2 separate regions of the Manis javanica genome follow, and region 2 is linked to region 1. A link is a contact called in public Hi-C data. All regions are on one chromosome and are shown on one strand. The core of a region is the stretch at or near the end of the contact, and the rest is flanking DNA. Distances in the headings are between cores, read along the strand shown. Region 1 holds the start of VCPKMT (valosin containing protein lysine methyltransferase). Region 2 holds the start of ARF6 (ARF GTPase 6).

Evidence for each region. A called contact is a pair of places that touch in the nucleus more often than the background predicts.
Region 2: a Hi-C map of blood shows a contact between it and region 1, with 6 times the contacts expected there. The contact joins the promoter of ARF6 here to the promoter of VCPKMT in region 1. A contact is called at or near these places in 2 of 2 Hi-C or Micro-C datasets (blood and fibroblasts).

What each region holds. Positions count from the first base shown.
Region 1 is chr8:49,013,888-49,017,408 of MJ_LKY, reverse strand. VCPKMT (valosin containing protein lysine methyltransferase) reads right to left here and starts at 2,013. Exons shown (of 6, transcript XR_012120524.1): 1 at 1,269-2,013; 2 at 1,072-1,171. It overlaps SOS2 (SOS Ras/Rho guanine nucleotide exchange factor 2), which reads right to left. Exons shown (of 22, transcript XM_073211280.1): 22 at 2,151-3,521. The coding sequence ends at 3,344.
Region 2 is chr8:49,241,372-49,244,892 of MJ_LKY, reverse strand. It overlaps ARF6 (ARF GTPase 6), which reads left to right and starts at 1,876. Exons shown (of 2, transcript XM_037016243.2): 1 at 1,876-2,006; 2 at 2,436-3,521. The coding sequence starts at 2,916. The coding sequence ends at 3,443.

The DNA of each region.
Region 1 (3,521 bases), core at 764-3,263:
ATTTATGACTTTTTAAATTTTTGTATTTTTACTATAAAAGGGAGTAGGGGAAATGGGAAGGGGCAATTATTACTCCCCTCCAATTTATCCATCTTTGAATCAATCCAACAAAATACATGTAGTTACAGCTCATTAACTAATGACTGGCAAACTCCTCAACAAAACACTGTTTTGACTTCAGTTTCCAGAGAAAGGATTCAAGTGACTGCATTTCAGTTCCCCACAGGAAAACAAATGGAACTGACTTCACTCTTAAAAATTCTATTTAATCTAATTTACTTGGGATTTAAACAATTAGCAAGTCACCTACAAAAGCAAGTCTGACCCTAACCTGAACATAAACTGGCTCAATGATCATTATTACAAAGTGAATGATGCCCACAATGCTATCTATATAAAGTCATATCTAAAAAAAACTCATTCTGAGTCAATCCTTCCACAGAACAAATAACTTCTTGCAATGCAACTCAATTCTCAATGTCATGGTTAATATGTTCACTAGGAACATTTAAGTAAAAAAATGTAATTTTTGGTTTTCATAACAGATCTGAATGGCAAAATCCTTTAAAAATTTTACAGAAATCTCTAGTAAAATGCTCATAACACTTTTTCTCAACAGGCTTCACAGGCCTATACGTTAATCATGAGTGTATATGTATATAGGTAGTCCTCGGTGGCTTTTATTTTCTCTTCACTGTGTTATCAACTGTAGGACAAATATCCCGTATTCAGAGATGTTAAAATGTAAAAAAACGTGTGCTTTGGGACCCACCAAATACAGTATATCTTCTAAAGAAAGAGACCTCACTCGCTGAATACTTACCTCTTCATAGTATATGCAGTCAGCCATCAGTATGTAGTCTGGCGGAGAAGTAAAGTCCTCTATTTCTTCCCCCCTTAAAAATGTCAATCAAATATTTTATCTGTTGCTTTAATGACTTAAAAATTTTACCAACAAGACTAATAAAGTCCCCTTCGTATTAAACATGCTTTCAGTGAAACGAAATTTAAAGCAAAATACAAATCATTATCTTAAAACAAGCTTAAAGGCCATACAAACCATTTCAGTACCTTGGCTTGAACAGAACCAGTGACAAGATGCTTGTTCATATTAATATTCATCTTCAGCAAGTCTTGTAATTCCTCAAGATCGGTGACTACAACATCTGCCCTATAAAATAACATCAACTGAAGTGTAGGCACACGGGTGGGTAGCCTGTGATCCAGGTTTCTCGAACAAAGCGGCGCCCCATCCCGCCAGCTCTTACCCGAGGGTAGCAGCCATGAGCCCCACTGCCCCGGTACCGGAGCCCAGCTCCAGCACCGACCGCCGGCAAAGAACGTGGGTCCCATCGCCGGAAAACCCGGGCGTTTCCAGGTATTTAGAAAGTACAATAGCAGCGTCCCAAACAACACAACCTACGCCTCCGGAGCCATACTGTTGCAGTCGTAATACTGTGCCATCTCGCTTCTCCAAAATTCGCACAAAGTTCTGCAGAGGGTCCTCCACGGAGGACTCCGGGGCTGTCGCCATCGCTGCCCGGCAACAGAATGCGGCGCACGCAATGACGTCACTACCAAGCGCACCGCCCTGCGGCCCCGCCTTGCGAGGGGCCCGGCACCTCCGGGGGGCGGAGTTGGCACCACGGCGCGTGCGCGAAGGCCGAAGGCCGGAAGGCAGTGTTACCTGGGCGTAGCCAGGAGTAGGGCCGCCGGCTTCCGCTAAACGGTGGATATACACGCTCCTCTAAATTTAAAGTCTGGTTTAACAAACAGTTTTAAGTCACTCTTACACAGAGAACTAATATCATGATCTGTTCTTTAAAAATAAAGCCATCCTTACCTGGTTGTGGAGATCGCTTGTCACAGTAATTAGCCTTAAATCCAGGCAGCTTCCAAGGTCCTACCCAAGGAAGGCTATAATCCTTTCCTGGCATGTTCCTAATTTTTCATCTGGATTTATAAAAGCAATTGCTGGAAGCTTGATAACTGCGTTTAACTGAAGACAAAGTTATCCCTCAAATTTACATTAAATTCTTTGGGATTGTGTAATTTGCACAAAATGCTGAAAATAATGTGTACATATATATATTTCTACATAACAATCTCCCCCCTTGTTCCTTACAATGAACACCCGTATTTTAAAAGTCTTTTAAAAATTAAGACTGGGGTGATTTATTAATCTTGTTAAGAACTCTGATACAAAGCACAGTAAAAGGCCACAGACCAGTCAATAGATAACGTGGCTTTTAGCTTCTTTACAATTGCTGCTACAGCACTATCAGCAAAACACTTTCCATCAATTTCAACGAATGAGTCCAAATGGCTAAAGTTTTACTTCTCTGATTAAAAAGTTTAATAAAGCTTTAAGTATTTGCTGGTTTAAATATTACCAATTTAAAAAAATATTTTAAAAAAATTTTAGTTAACACAAGATTTATAAAGTTACTAGGTTTTGAAGGCAAGGTAGTTGGTTCCTATGCCATAAGAAACTTTTCCTCTTAATTTTTTAATTAGTAAATAAAATAGCAGATTGTATTATAGGCCTCAAGTCACTTAAATCTCTATAGGGTATTAGCAGTTATCTTTAAATATACAATATAAACAAAACTGTACATACATGGCATATTAACTTTTTTTTCCAAAATAATAATCAACTCATTAGCTAAAGACACCTAGTCTGCAAAAACAAAAAGGCACATCTGAATGAGATACATGCCCTTTTTCCCTCTTATGATTAGGTTAGGTAGTCTTTGTTTACATTTTGACAAACAATGCATTCTATTATTTTCATTCTATTTTTCATTTTTGTCTTCAGCAGCAAATTCTGACATTTAAGACATGGCATTAAAGAGTTTAAGAACAATGGGTATTATTCATAATTTTAAATGTAAAAACTAAAAGTAAAAACTAGAAGATAGGTTTAAATAGGTTTAAAAATCCCTAACACCATACACCCCCAATTGTGTAAATTCATTGCCTTAAAAAGGCATCTATTACTCAAATTTGAAAAATTCCACAATGCACTATCCCTTTTCAGTGCAATCAATGTCGCTTTAAACCATTATTTTAGCAGATTCTACAGTGCAAATATAAATTCTTTATACTGGCCTTTTGGCAGCACTGAAGATCCAAGACAAAGCAATGCTACTGATCACCTGAGGAGAACAGTAAAAGACTTGTATTTTTATTTTCCAATTTTTAAAAGCTTATTTGATCAGTAGCATTTTTGTAAGAGCATTATTTGTAAAAAGTACTAAAATATTATGCCTTTTCTTGAATAAATTAAAAAAAAAACCTTTACAAATACCATTCCAGTGTCAATGACTACATATGGCTAAAGTCATTGAGGAGTTTCTGCATTTTCCAGCAAAGGCAGTCTATACGATGGGGGGTGCGAAAGCTCCCGTTTGTAAGTCTTTGGTGGCAGTTTTGGTAGGTGAGGGCTTGAATTCTGCCTTGGTGGAACAGGAGGAGCTTGAGGATGAGCAAGATTATTGTGACTAGAACTGAGCACATAG
Region 2 (3,521 bases), core at 627-3,126, 230 kb before region 1:
TTTATTGTATAACAATATATGGGCCACTCTAGATGTCCAATAAAGATATACCACTGTGTGAAAATCTTGTCGATTAACCTATTATTTCAAACCCCCAGATAAAAATAGTACGTGCCTTTCCTTTTCTGTTTTCTTATGTGGTATAAAAGGCATTCAATCATTCAAATGATGACAGAACTTCTGGTTAAAGAGTTCAGAACTAAGGAAGTACCTATATGCTGTCACTGAGGACATTACATTGACAGGGCCAAGTCTCTACCTTCATGAAGTCTGCATTCTGGAGGAATGTAAATGGAACATGGCTTTCAAAAATATTTTTTTATCCCTAGCGCAGTGTTAGTGGCAGGTAGATGCTAGTGCTTCAAGTCCCTTCTGTTTTAAAGTATATCACGCCTTCCATTGGAAAATAAATCCAAGCCCAGCAGGTCAATTCTCCCATCTACTTGGAAACACTGTAATATGCCCTCAGAAAACTATAATGTTGCAATGAAACAAAATACAATACTCACCTTTATTTGTGACATACAAAAAAATTCCTCCCTTAAATATAACAGTAACTACTATGACACTTTATAATTTAAAACATTTGAAGAAATACAGTAATTGAGCTTCGAACAACTCTGTGAAGTAGTCAGAGAAAGACAACATAATTTTTGGATTAAGAGGATAAACTGTTGATTCATAATTTAATCTCAGCTCTGTGACTTTCAAAACATCACAACCTCTCTGACCCTTGGTTTCCTCATATATAAAATATTAATAGTCAAAGTTACCTCATATGGTTGCTGTGTGGATTAAAGTAAGACATATAAAGTATTTAGTACAGTGTTTATCATAACACTCAATAAATGTTGACTATTGTCATTAGTGCTATCATTCTCCGATTTTACAGATAAAGAAAATGAAGATTACAAAGGCTGTGACTTAAGAATGCACAACTTTAAAATGGAGGGGAGACACTCTGAACCCTTATCTGACTCCAAAACTTTTTTCAGCTTTATGACAGTGTAAAATAAGGCAGATGGAAGTACAGACCACTGTCAGAATATTAACAACTTCAGTAAGTATATTTCACACTGAATTTTATAAGGTTATCATTTATTCAACCTGTCATCATCAAATTTTCTTAAATTGTGAAATAAAGTTACCATAAACGCTGTTATAGCATTTTCCTTTAAAAAAAAAATTTCCTGTTTTTGCTCCCCTTGGGTTTCAAGTTTTTTAGGCTTTCACCTTCTTTTAAGTCAAACTTGTCACTAACCATTTGATACAAGGTTTCCTAAAGTCTTCCACAAACATTCTATTATTTCAACCTCAAGTGGGTGCAGAGAGCAAGGTCAGTATTACACTGTTTACACACGAGATAACAAATGTAGCAAGGTTAAATGCCTAGATCCTGGCCAAAGATGTAGTCTTTCTGATTCTAAATCCTATGCTAAGACTGTTTCATCTAGGCTTCTTTAAAGTATGGGATGGGTGGGTGAGAAGGTTCTGCTAATCACATTAAAAGTGACATTTAAACGTGAAAAGATATCACCTTCTAAAAAGTTGAAAACGCGGCAAGGCACGGGAACTCTTGATAATACTTTTAAAGAAACATGGACTAGTCCTGACGAGATGGCTCAAATACTCCAAAGAAAGGTTTCCAAGCAAACCCAAGCCTAGTAAAAGCGCCACACTGGCAGATTTCACACAACTGGCCCGACGTGTCTTCCAAGAAACGCACAGAAAACGAGAGACAAAGGAAGCCACGGAGGAGTTGGGGTAAAGGTAAAAACAGCGGGTAGGGCTTCCCTGGAACACTGGGGGCGCGCGAAGCCTAGAGCGCCGGGGAGGGAACTCGTGGAGCATCGGGCGGGCACTGAAGTCTGAGCACAGGCCTGGAAGCAGCGGGAGGAGGCGTTCGTCTGGCGAGCAAGCTGCCCGTTGGCCCCACCCAGCGGAGCTCCCCAGCGTATTTACTTCTGATTCGAGTCGCGGTGGAGGCATAAGAGGGCGCGTAATAGGTAAGGAGAGAAGGGAAGAGACTAGAGCAGCGGCAGGCGGGCGAGGGTCAGAGTCCAAGTATCGCGGGTCTGGGGGCTAACCGGCCCTGTGAGCCCGCCGAGCCGCCGTAGCCCCGCCCCTCCCCGCGTGGCGCCCATGACGTTTGGCGCGCGGGCCGCTCTCTTTACAGAGGTCGCTCTTGTCTGAACGGTCGGCCTCTGCTGCGCCTGCGTGGTGGGGAGGGGAAGTGAAGCGGTCTCTTCGGCGCCTTTTCCGGCGGCGGCGGCGGCAGAACTGGGAGGCGGTGGTGGAGGCCGGAGGTAGCCCTCGCTCGGGGCGGCGGCTGGAGGTAACCTTGTGGGCCGAACTGGAAAGGTGGGCCACCTCAGCTTCCGTCTCCCTCTAGCTTTCGGTCAGTAACTCCCCTTTTTCTTAATGTTTCTCTGCAGGCAGAGCACCGAGTTCCCGCGAGGATCAATGACCTAACGAGGCGCCGGAGCCGAACTGACTCGGGTGGCCTGGGTCGGTGGTGAGCCCGGCTGTTCGACCGGCGAGCGAGCCAGAGGGCCGCAGTGTCCCGCGGAGGAGAGAAGAGAAGGCGGAGGAGCGGGCACCGCGGAGGCGCTCGCGCGGCGCCTGCGGGGGGAAGGGCAGTTCCGGGCCGGCCGCGCCTCAGCAGGGCGGCGGCTCTCCTGGCGCAGACGCAGGGCCCCGGCGGGGCCGCGAGTGGGGAAGCCAAGTTGTGCGGTCGGTGATGCCTGAGTGAACGGCGGGTCCGGGCCCCTGCCCCGAGGAGGCAGCTCCCACGCAGGCCGCACGGGTGCCCTCGCGGCCGGGAGGCTTCGTTTCTGTTTGGCGGCGGCAGCGGTGTTGTTGGCTGAGGGGACCCGGGACACCTGGATGCCCCCGGCCCCGGCTCCTCCGACGCGATGGGGAAGGTGCTCTCTAAGATCTTCGGGAACAAGGAAATGCGGATCCTCATGTTGGGCCTGGACGCGGCCGGCAAGACAACAATCCTGTACAAGTTGAAGCTGGGCCAGTCGGTGACCACCATCCCCACCGTGGGTTTTAACGTGGAGACGGTGACTTATAAAAACGTCAAGTTCAACGTATGGGATGTAGGCGGTCAGGACAAGATCCGGCCTCTCTGGCGGCATTACTACACCGGGACCCAGGGTCTGATCTTCGTAGTGGACTGCGCCGACCGCGACCGCATCGACGAGGCCCGCCAGGAGCTGCACCGTATAATCAATGATCGGGAGATGAGGGACGCCATAATCCTCATCTTCGCCAATAAACAGGACCTGCCTGATGCCATGAAACCCCACGAGATCCAGGAGAAACTGGGCCTGACCCGGATTCGGGACAGGAACTGGTATGTGCAGCCCTCCTGTGCCACCTCAGGGGACGGACTCTACGAGGGCCTCACATGGTTAACCTCTAACTACAAATCCTAATGAGCATTCTTCACCCATCCCCCGGAAGGAGAGAAATCAAAAACCCATTCATAGGATTATCACCACCATCACCTCTTT